Regions from separate parts of the Mus musculus genome. Here all the other regions are linked to region 1. Evidence: chromatin contacts called from public Hi-C and HiChIP or PLAC-seq data. All regions are on one chromosome and are shown on one strand. Each heading gives the region's core, a stretch centred on a gene start, on an enhancer-like site or on the middle of the called end of the contact. The rest is flanking DNA. Distances are from core to core; before and after follow the strand shown.

Region 1 (3,623 bases), core at 390-2,889:
ATGTGTGGAAGGAGGCAAAGCAGAGCCTGTGCCTAGGCAGCAGGTTTAAGGCTCAAATGGTATCCCACATCCACCCAATCATCTCTCCTAAGCATTTCTCCCTCTACGATTGGTCTGTCAGATCTTTGTTTATATTTACCTACAACTTGATTGCTTCAGCTGTGGACTCTGTCTCAAAAGGCCATCTCCTCACATGGAAATGGAAACTACTCTCTCTAGTGGAAAACAGTCTCAGAGATATTCCGACAGCTAGCGCTCTGCTGGAAGCCTTTCTTCAGCTCGACCTGTAGGTAGGAAGCTTTCAGGCTTTCCTTCTCAGAGCAGTCTCTCCTCCCCGAATTCTGCAGCTTCCTCTACCCTCTATGTTGCTTCTTCCTTTAGGCTCACCCTCTGGGATCCTTGTCACCAGATTCAAAATAGGGGCCAGATACACTGAGCGTTTGGCTCTGGGTGGGGGGTAGGACGTCAGGGAGAATTGGTAAAAAGAGGCCTTGTAGGAAGCTGTTTGGGCTAGACGTCCTCGACTCTGAGCAAGGCTTAAAACGAATGCCAAGCTGCTACCTTGAGGGCCTAGGAACCTAACGTTGTGCCTACAGCTGGGCCCCTGGACCTGACTTGATGTGGCTCTGTCAGGTGGAAACCTTACGACTCGACTGGACCCAACTCTCCAGGGAGAACGAGGTCTAAAACGCAATTCAGCTGTAGCCACAACCGCCTGGTCCCCGGGGCCCGGGCGGAGAATGGCCCCCTCGGCTGAAGCTGCGGGCTGACGCTCGTGTATAGGGTTGCAATTCGCCGTGATAAATGTAAAGACCAATTAAGGTTTGATCCGTGCACACAAGAGGCAGACGGCGGAGTGGAACCAATTAACGAGCATGTCCCCTAATTCCTGCGGCGGCGGCCGGGCGCACCGCCGGTCCCCAGGCTCCCGCCCAACAAGAGCCCCCGCCCGCCGCGGATGCATCTCCCCGCGAGCAGGAGGTGCGGGGAGCGCCAGGGCTGGGGAGGGGGCGCCGGGCGCCCACAGAGCCGAGCTCGTGCGGCCACGGCTGGAGGCTGGGCGCGCCCGGGTGGTCGCGCGGGCCAGCGCGGGAGGCGCCCAGGCGACGCCGTCCGCCCCGAGGGCGGAGGGCTGGTGGCCGCGGCCAGGTAGCTGAGGACTGGAGGCGGCGCAGAGGGGAGGGTCGGGCGGAGACCTCACTTGGCCGGCCTTCCTGCCGCCCTGTTTCCGGATCCCGACCGCCCGGCGCGTGACCTCCAGTGAGGTCCTGGCAATGAGCAGCGCTGGTGATTAACGGCCCCGAGGTCGCGGGCAGTGAGGCACGCGTCCCCTTTGGCCACGCCAGGGTGGGAGGGCGCCAGGGAGCAGAGCAGGGTGAGGCCGCGGGGTCGTTGGTGGCAAAGAGTGAGGATGACACAGTGGGCGCCGAGCGCCAGGGCCGTCCCTCCTAGCCCCCGGGCCAGCGCCGCGGCGGGTACCGCGCAGCAAAGTTTGGAGCCGCGGGCGCCGCGCGCCGGTCCCTCCCCGCGCAGATCCCTTGGCGGAGTCTCTGCTGCCGCCGCTGCCAGGGCAGGACAAAGGCTCATTAACACGTGATGGGACCACGCTTCATAAATGGGACTGGAGCGAGAGCGAGCCAGAGACAGCGCGCGAGCTGAGGGAGAGGCAGGGACCTCAAGCAGGGCGCGGCGACGGGCGCTCGGGGTGGCCCAAGCGGGCGGCCCCAGGCCGGCCAGCGCGGTCAGTGGGACGCCGGGGAGAGCCGGAGAACGAAGCGGGCCTGTCCGAGCCCAGGGGAGCCAGTCCCAGGGGCCGTGGCGCACGGGTGCTAGAGGCCGGGGACGCGGGCGCGCAGACCGACTGACTTACTGACCGATCGCCGCGGGCACGCCCCGCTCCACCCCGCCCCACCGCGCCCCGCGCCGCCTCCCCTGCTCGCTCGCTGCCTCTACCTTCTCCACTTCTTTTCCGCCTCCGCCTCCTTCTGGCTCCCCTGGCGCCAGAGCCTCCCCCTGGCTCAGGCGGGAGCCTGGGCTGTCTGCAGAGCTCTCATAGAGTCTGGGGGCAAATTTCCTTGTAGCAGAGAGCCAGCCCCTTGGCTGGGCGACAGGTGCCGAGGGAGCTTCTGGCCCGTGGACCGGGGGATGCGAAGGGTAAGACCTGGCACAGTGGCGTTTGGGAATAGCTTTTCCGCCTCCCGCCCCCTCGGTACTGGCCAGTGGTCCCCTGGTGTCCTACGCGGAGTTCTTGCTCCGTGTTCCAGGAGAGCAAATCGTGCTAATATGGTGTTTACTTAGCTGTATAGTCCCAGCTTGTTACCTGTGGTCTAAGCTACTTCTGGAGGCTTCTACCATTTACAATTTACTGGATATGCACCTAGCTCTGCATACACTGATGTCTGTTTGTAGAAAATGTGTAATTGTGCATGTTTGGAAAACAGGCACTTGAGTTGATGCTTGACGTCTTTTAGCCTTATCAGAAACTAAGTCTTCCAGAGTCTCTGCACCACATGTAGAAAACGACTCAATTAAATACTAAATGTCATGTAAAGAAATCTATGTTAAATAAGGAACTTCTGATACAGAGCGATAGCTACAGCAGCCATCTCTGTTTAAGGAAAAACTAATATATATAGTATTGATACCTGTGATTGACTGTTATAGGAACATGAAACTAAGAGCTGGCACCAGACGAATGAAGTTGATGCTTTATTTTAAAAGGATGTTTCTTGGTTAAGGCTTACAAGTCACAAATGGAGCATTTCCTGAATGCAAATGTTTGCTATGATAGATGTGAGAAACTGTTGTTTGGTCATTTCAAAGTTTAAAGCAACATGCGTGTTTTTAATTGTAGTACATGGTTTATCTCTCAAAGGTTTCAAAGAGGTGAGAAAAAAATTTAATAACCTATCTATGAAAAAACCTATTTCCTATCTTTTAAATTTTTCTTCCAAATAGGAGCTACTAGCTCTTCCTGCCTTTGTTTATTTCTTGGCATATTAAATCTCCTTGGACATTTAATCTAATAAGAGATTAGAGCAGATTTACTGGTTTTAAGGATGTTGAAAGATACCTCTCTGGGTCCCATAACTTCTCGTTTTTATTGCCAACTTAATTCCTTTGAACAATGGGGAGATGCACATGCTCAGAGGAGACTCCGCGGGTACTGATTATCTGTGGGGTCACTCCTGACATCAGTCTGTTTGGCAGAAAATTGAGAAACTAGGAGTAGCCGACCTCCAAGGTTCCCATAGGACTGACTGATTTAAAGTGCTGGTCTTCTAATCCCAGCTTTTGACAATTTGAAAGGGAGATAGATCTGCTGATCGATTTTTCTCTGCCTCCCCTCCCTCCACGCCCCACCTTCTCTAACTCAGTTACAAGCAATTTTATCCAAAGGAAAGGCCATGAATACTTTCTTAACTGAGAGAAATATATATATATATATTTCTGATTAAATCCACACAGGAACAGAATGCATGCACCTCTAGAATGCTAAGCAGCACATACTGCAGGCTGTTGTTTTTAGGTACACTAGCAGTTGCTCTAGCTGCAAAAGAGGCTTCATGTTGATATGGTTAAAAAAAAAAACTAATCATTTTAGGTCGTTAGGAGAACTTATT
Region 2 (3,623 bases), core at 729-3,228, 370 kb before region 1:
ATTTATGTACATAGCGAAGGCATCACTATTCTGTGTCATATGGAGATGGGCCTAATCAGAGGAGAATGAAGACGTGGGAGGCAGTAACATGTGTGGAGCTCTCGCTGCTCATCTGATGGCATTGTGTAGCTCAAGGAAGACTAGCAGCCAGGACTAAGGTGAGGTAACACATTGGATGGAGCCTTACTGGCTATACATCTGATGTGTCGTGCTATCGTGTGCTATGTGTTACTTTTTTGACAGACACGTGATCATAAGCTCATCTGTCTAGTACGTGTGCCACACTGCAAATGTATTTAGGGACCTCCAAGTGAATCTGGAAGAAACCACGCTGGATAAAGGCCCCCGACTATGCTTTTACAATCACATCTGATTTAGAAGTCAGAACTCAAGAGAGATCACATACACCCTCAATGACGGTAGAAGCCTCATATTTTTGGGAATAGGAAGAGAGCCGGTCTTTGCTCTGTGTTTTTGACACTAACTGAAGGCATTCGTAAGTCCACAACATTTTCAACCCTGTAACAGCTGTGATACAGGGGCAACATTACACACGGCAGTGTCTCAGAGGGCATCCTTTTCTGGCTGTGCAGTCTTGGGCAACATTTTTAGCCCAGCATCAGCTTCTACAACTGTAGGTGAACTGTAGGCTCCCATGGCACTGGTGAACTGCATTAGGCAGCACTCACCGTGCTCCTGGCCAGTGCTCTCCACTCAGCCCAATATATGTTTGCTCTTCTCACCACTATTACCTGTCAACTTGGCCCCACCCCAGTTGGACACTCCCACCCCAGTTTAAATTTAGTGGCCTTGGCATCAGACAGGCAGACGGGTAGTGGTGGATTGCCTGAGCCTCCCTGAGAGCACTGCGCTGCTGGGAAGCATGAGAGCCTTGGCGGCTGGGCTGGGGCAGATCAATAGACTATGTTTTTGGTCTCATTCTCTCTTATTAGTAAGGAGCACATTTCCTTTGGGAGTGAACATTAGGGACAAAATAAGGCTCTTCAGATCAGCACCCTCTTATTAGCTCCATTGGTGCACTTGCTCTCGCACTGTGGCAGACTTGCAAATATGTCTGCACAAAAGCAAACGTGGCACATTTGGAATCCTACTCATTTGAGCAGGAAGAGGATTCTGGCACAATTCTCAATTTCCCGTGGAGTTTGGGTCCTAGCTCTTAGGACCAAAGGGAGGAACAGCCGGTATTTTGAGGCTGCCGGGAAGATCACAGGGGTGTATGTGTGTGTTTGTGTGTGTATGTGTGTGTGCCTGCCATTTCCTGCCTGCATCTGGCCAGAGCCACTTCTCGGCTTCATCAGGTACAGATTGAATCTTTCAGTGACTTTCATTTTTCTTTGAGACCAGTGAAAGAACAAGGGAGAGAGAGAGGAAAAAAAAAAAGAAAAAGAAAAAGAAATCAAAGTGTCGCTTAATGGTATGATTCTCCCCAAATCCTCCAAATCAATTTTGCTTTTCCAAGCATTACCAAGCTCTGTGACTTCTCCTGTTGATGGAGCTGAAAGATTTTTTCCTGAGCATTCCAAGTTTTCTTCTGAAGAGAGGCCTGCAGCACCGCGGGTGTCAGTGAGCTTGTTTGTCTTGCCAGGCTCTGGAGGAAGAGAACAGTGGGATGCCCTTTGGTACAAGGACTTCTCAAGCAGCTTTGCAAATTAGGTGGAGGCAGCTGCCCCGTGCTCCCTCGGATGCCCTGACGAGTGTCTGCTCCTCGTGAGTTCAGATTGGGGAGATGCAAGCTGGGAGAGAAAGACAAGCACGGTACGTCTTGCCGGATGCTGCCTGAGAAACATCAGGTGCTTCAAAAACCCATTTTTCTGCTTTGCTAAAACTAAAGCCAATTAGTCTGCCTGTGGGTAGCTGCTGGCTAGGGACAAGTTCCACCACTACAAACCAACTTCCTACCACTACCCCAGTTACAGAATCCTGGAAAGAATGAGTTCTGGAACACTCAGTATTCTGTAGCAGAACTGCCAAGGAAGAAGGCTGACACCCTCCACCCCGATCCTCCAAGAAGAGCATAGGCTACTGGGGCGAGCAGAGCGGAGGTCATGTTCCCAGCCTTGTTCCTTTCCAGCCGACAGGCAGCTCGCATTTGTAAATACTCAAATTACTTTTAACAAAGCCCCACATAACTAGAGGGCTGATTCAGGATTTAAATTATTCTGGGGGAACTTTTTTCAAAATTGCTTTTGCATTTATACTTTATGCTCTGTTCTATACTATTATAGAATAGAGAAAGACAATCATGGAAAAACACAACCGACTGTGGCAGAGATGAGTGGAAAAAACCCCGAGCCTGAGAAAAGAAGCCTTGGGGTGGAAGGTACGAAGCCCGCCGAGCCTCCCCATCCGCCTGTGCAATTATGTGTGGATGAAAAATGACAAGGGCTAATAATCACAGCCGCAATTGTCCACTTGCAGAACAATTAGCCCTTTGCTCCTTATTATGAGGAAGTGACTAATTGTACCGAGCCGATTACTGGTGCATTCGTTTGGAATGAAATTTCATGCTTGCCCTACCCACATAAGCGAGAGAGCTAGGGTGCCGTCAGACCTGGGGCTTTGAAATACCCACCTTGCAGGCTAGGGCAGAACTTGAGATATGTGGAAGAGGGGAAAATGCAAGTTCTGCAGCTCTCTGGACCAGGCATAGCATCTATACATTAAAAAACCAGAGGAAAGTAAAAATAGAAGCCAGATAATGATCACAATTATACTTAATGAGCACCTTTCATCAGAATCATAAATGTCTTCCAGTTAAATTTCATAGCCTCTGCTGAGATGTAAGGGGGAAATATTTGTAAGCTAAAGTTCATTTTTTTAAGCCTAAGAGTCTGAAGGTGTTTAGGTAGCAGTGAACAGTTAGTTACACCCGGAATGGGCAGAGGAGAAAGCTCATGAACTTCTGAGTTCTGACTCCAGACATCCAGTTCCCTGTTTGCAGCTAAGGTAAACAGATTCATAGTGTCAGAGATGGCTCGTGCCAGTGGTCTGTGGATCAGCAAGAGGGCTTTATGCATCTCCTCCCCATAGAACATTCATGACTACATTGAGGAAATATTGCCTTCCTCATGGTTAATCAAGAATATCTTGACACAATACTCAGATCAAAAAGAAACGGTCTTTCTTGGAGTGGCTTTCTGTGCAAGGCCCCAGATGTTTCCTGCCAGTTTTTGGTTTTCTGTGGACCTCCTGAACAGATACGGGCTTGCGAGGGGGCCATACACAGCCGTGTAGGGAGTTTAGTTGAGATGTTTGAACACTTAGGTCTGAGGACTTTTGTATGGCTGCTCATAATTCATGGCCTGTTTAGTATTTGCTGTTAAGAGGAGCAAGTGAATGGGCTCACAGGGCCCTGTGATGGGGCGTGGCCAGCAGGGGGCAGATCCTCTCAGCAGGTGGAGGGTAACACTTCCAAAGCTCATTGCCATCTCCTCCTCATTCTCTCTTCTTTTTTTCAAATTATTTCATTTATTCCTTACAGTTTCATAGATGTGCACAGCGCATCTAGAACATATTTTGCCCCATCTCCTCCCGTCCCCTGTCCCTGAGCCTTCCAACACCTCCCATTCTCACATTCCCTTTGTTATGTGACCCACTGTGTC
Region 3 (3,623 bases), core at 596-3,095, 280 kb before region 1:
AGACATAGAACTCTCACCTCTGCCTGTGCCATGCCTGCCTGGATGCTGCCATGCTCCCACCTTGATGATAATGGACTGAACCTCTGAACCTGTAAGGCAGCCCCAATTAAATGTTGTTTTTTATAAGACTCGCCTTGGTCATGGTGTCTGTTCACAGCAGTAAAACCCTAACTAAGACAGACTGTTCCTGCTACTATTTGTTATTACCTTAGTCTGAATTACTTAGAAACATGAGTCTTCTATCCTTAAAGTTACAGAGGCTGGGAAGTTTAATGTGAAAGTGCTGGCAGATTTGGTATCAGCTTATATGGTGTGTCTTGCTGCATCTTTACATGGTACATGAACCAGGATGCTCTCTGGACTACCTGCTTGCCAGGCCCCTGTGTGCATGTACTTTGGATGTCAAACCCAGGACTTCATGCACACTATGTAATTGTCTATCACTGAGCTCTGTGCTGTCTGAAATCTCTTGTAATGGTGTTACTTCCCACCAGAGAGGGCAGCAACCTATGGTAATGAGGCTTAAATTCCATATGCATTTCATAGAGACATGACCGCTCAAGTCAGAGCAAATGGTGTGTTCTAGTTTGTAGCCTCCTTCAGATGCAGAGGTCCAATGTATCTTTCCACAGGACTTTTCTAAAGTCACAGCAGCTGCTCTCTTCCTTGCTCAAGTATAGTGTTAAGATGGAGGCATGGGAACCAGGCACCTGCAAGTTCAAATGACAACAGCAAGGTCTGATGTATGGCCTGAATTTGCAGCGCAGCTGGGGGGGTGGGGGGTGGGCTGGTCCTGGCTTCTCACTGGTGCAAGTTCAGCCCTTTGGATTGCCTTGCCTGGGGAAGGTTGCAGTGGGCAGCCAGAGGCACTTTCCCAAGAGGGCTCAGGGTGACAAGGGACGGAAAGAAGTCAGAGTCTATACCAACATGGTCTCTTTGCCATCTCTACAAGGTGAGATCTCTACAATCTGGAGACCCTCACTGTGGTGTCACCTGGCAGTCAGGGCACCTCTGCCATGAAGAGTGACAGAAAGGGGTGTGGGAGGAGACTGGAGGACCCCAGTGGTGTCTCTATGCATAGACACAGGAGTGGGGCATGTTCTTGTAAGCAGCGGGGCTCAGTTTCCTCTTCCGAGTTCTTGCCTGGTTTGTTTTGTTTTGTTTTGTTTTTTCTTCTACTTGCCTCCTCCACCAATGGATGGCAGTAACTACATGCAAAAATAAATTGGGAAAATTGAATTTGGTCTAGTCTGGACTGGGCCTTGGAGAGTGTACGGGGCTTGACTTTCCCTGGAGGCTCTGTCAGGAAGGCCTGGGATCTGGCCTTGTTCTTGCAATCAAGACAGATCCCTAAGCTCAGAGACCAGAATTGGGCTTGGGGTAGAGGTGGCTTGTGGTGAGTGCTTCACAAGGCTGTTTCCAAGGATGCATACGCTGTCGTCTCTATGAGGAAGAACAAAAGGATGTATTCTTTTCTGGCTTTAGTACCAGTTTTTTTTTTTTTTTTTTTTTTTCTGTGTGTGTGTGTGTGTGTGTGTGTGTGTGTGTGTGTGTGCAGGCACATACTCACCAGGGTGTGGGTAATTTAAAGCTGGCTTCTAGAGAGCTTAGAGGGCCATGTGCCTGCTTTGCCTGGTGTGTTGGAGCTCTCTCTCTCCCTAGAATCTGACTTTCCTTTTCTCACACACAGCTTTTATTTCTTTGTTCTCTCTGTGTCCTTGTAAGGGGCCTTCTGCTCTTCTTAGAACCAAGCCGAATATAAATACGCAAGTAAATATAGTACACACCTGGCCCACTGAGCCTCTGGGTCCAGGTCACGCTCCACTGCTTGGCTTTTTGGTTCAGTCAGAGCTGTAACGGAGGCTCCGTCCTTGCACTGTCTTGGCGCCACTCCCTCTGATCAGGGAGTCTTGTCATCATTGGCTCGTTGCTTCGGCCTGGTTCCCAACCTTTTACTGCCTGACAGCAATGCCATGTGCTCCATGCCTCTGCTGCCCTCCTCTCTCTCTGAGTTTGTTCTTCTGTGGTCCAGGCTCTCTGAATCCCTCGAGCTTTAACTTGTATTTATGGACATGTTGCCTAGCCTGCTGCCAGCCTTGTGTGCCACTTTAGAGTCCAGCGGAGGTAATGTGGTGTGCTGTTTGGATGTGGGCGGCTGGAATTGTTCGTCTACCTCCTTGTACCTTCTCCCTCTTCACATGCGTTTTCATGCATTCTCTTAGCATCTGCCATCATGAGGATGCTAAATGAGATGCTGTCGGGAGTCGCATTCCTAGGGTGGAAGCACATAGGCCCATAACTGTCAACGTTGTGTGCTTGGCCTCTCATACAAAGGTAGCCCCTTCTTAGAACTCTCTCCCAGGATATTCTAGGTTATCTCTTTCTGTCTATTCATCTATCAGACAGTTTTATTGGCATTTTGCTTTTTAGAAACTTGCTTTCATTTCTTGTTCACGGATGAATCCACATTTCTGTACTCTCTCTTGATGTGGTTCATTTATCTTTATATTTGAAAAGCAGTAACCATGGAGCTGGTGTGTGTGTGTGTGTGTGTGTGTGTCCATTGGTAAGGGTGCCTACCTCCACTGATGTCTTCAGTTGGATTCCCACATGGTGGAGAGAACTGATTCCCACAAGTGTCCTCTGGCCTTCATATACAAATTAAATGAATAAATCTTAATATTTTTCTTTTAAAAATGAATGGTAGCTTCATAACTTGAACAATAGATGAACTAAACCAAATCCATGACAGGAAACTTAGGCTAAAGCTCTGGATACTTTAGTGCTAGCTGCTGTATCTTCTGTGAGCCTCTGCACACTCTCATATCCCTAAGTCCCCAGCCCATTTCACTACCCTCCCCCCTTCCTCCCACCATGCTCTCTAACTAAGTGCCCTTCAGCACTAGACTCTGCCCTTGCTCTGTCTATTTCGCAGGGCACAGGGCTGAGGGCTTCTGAAAAGGGGCACGCCACATTTACATTTTGGCGGAGAGAGGTCTCGACATTCACAGCAGGCAGATACGCCTGCCTGTCTTGCCACCACGAGTCAAGAGTCTCTGCCAGCATTTTCAGCTGACAGGGTAGCATGACAGACAGATGGAAACCTCCACACATGTCCAGTGATGGTGCCTCCCAGACAAGGAGAATTGAATGAATTCTCTCGTGGCAGCAGAGCAGAACAGAACACCAGAAAGTTAATATGAGGTGTTCTCACACAGACCCCATCTCCCTGCAACCCCCTTTTTTGAGGGTTCGCTTTTTACCACTCTCTTTACTCAGCCTTTGTGCTAGATGCTAGCAAAATACAAAATCTTTAGCAGAGGCCAAGGCTTTAGAGACAACTGCCTGGCAAAGGCATAGTCCAGGAAGTGGCTGCAGTTTTATATGCAACGAGTGTGAGGCAGGAGAACATGGAGGCAGTCTCCTTCAAGTTCACTTGTCAGGGTCACAAATGAGCTTGTGTTAGTGTCCGTGATGTTGCTGGGCGTGCAAGCTCTCCGTAGGCCTGCATGCTGTCGGTTCAGTGACTGTGGACGTGCCTTGAATGCCTGATGCGTAAGGAACAGCTACTGCCTGTGGTCCACTCAGGCAAGTCATCACCAAACAACTGGAGGAGGATGAAG

Evidence for each region. A called contact is a pair of places that touch in the nucleus more often than the background predicts. HiChIP or PLAC-seq counts read pairs in DNA pulled down with a chosen protein or histone mark.
Region 2: an H3K27ac HiChIP or PLAC-seq map of neural progenitor cells shows a contact between it and region 1, with 15 times the contacts expected there. The contact joins the enhancer-like site here to the promoter of Cnr1 in region 1. A contact is called at or near these places in 1 of 39 promoter capture datasets (embryonic stem cells), 3 of 484 Hi-C or Micro-C datasets (cerebral cortex, cumulus cells and nephron progenitors), 16 of 115 datasets of contacts at active chromatin or transcription factors (VIP interneurons, astrocytes, craniofacial prominence and 10 more) and 2 of 9 other capture datasets (embryonic stem cells and liver).
Region 3: a contact with region 1 is called in a Hi-C map of cortical neurons, with 2.3 times the contacts expected there. The contact joins the enhancer-like site here to the promoter of Cnr1 in region 1. A contact is called at or near these places in 1 of 39 promoter capture datasets (hippocampal neurons), 3 of 484 Hi-C or Micro-C datasets (cerebellar granule neurons, cerebellum and cortical neurons) and 9 of 115 datasets of contacts at active chromatin or transcription factors (VIP interneurons, astrocytes, differentiating embryonic stem cells and 6 more).

The regions. Positions count from the first base shown.
Region 1 is chr4:33,923,005-33,926,627 of GRCm38.p6, forward strand. It overlaps Cnr1 (cannabinoid receptor 1 (brain)), which reads left to right and starts at 1,640. Exons shown (of 2, transcript NM_007726.5): 1 at 1,640-2,154.
Region 2 is chr4:33,553,688-33,557,310 of GRCm38.p6, forward strand. No RefSeq gene overlaps it. Among named protein-coding and RNA genes, the nearest start is that of Gm32893, 13 kb to the right of the region's middle. Within about 2 kb of position 1,979, at least 34 of the 459 cell types and tissues checked have an H3K27ac peak or open chromatin away from gene starts, as enhancers often do. A contact at or near this core is called in VIP interneurons, cerebral cortex, differentiating embryonic stem cells and 1 more, where this site is marked.
Region 3 is chr4:33,639,161-33,642,783 of GRCm38.p6, forward strand. No RefSeq gene overlaps it. Among named protein-coding and RNA genes, the nearest start is that of Gm32955, 38 kb to the left of the region's middle. Within about 2 kb of position 1,846, at least 8 of the 459 cell types and tissues checked have an H3K27ac peak or open chromatin away from gene starts, as enhancers often do. A contact at or near this core is called in VIP interneurons, cerebellum and cortical neurons, where this site is marked.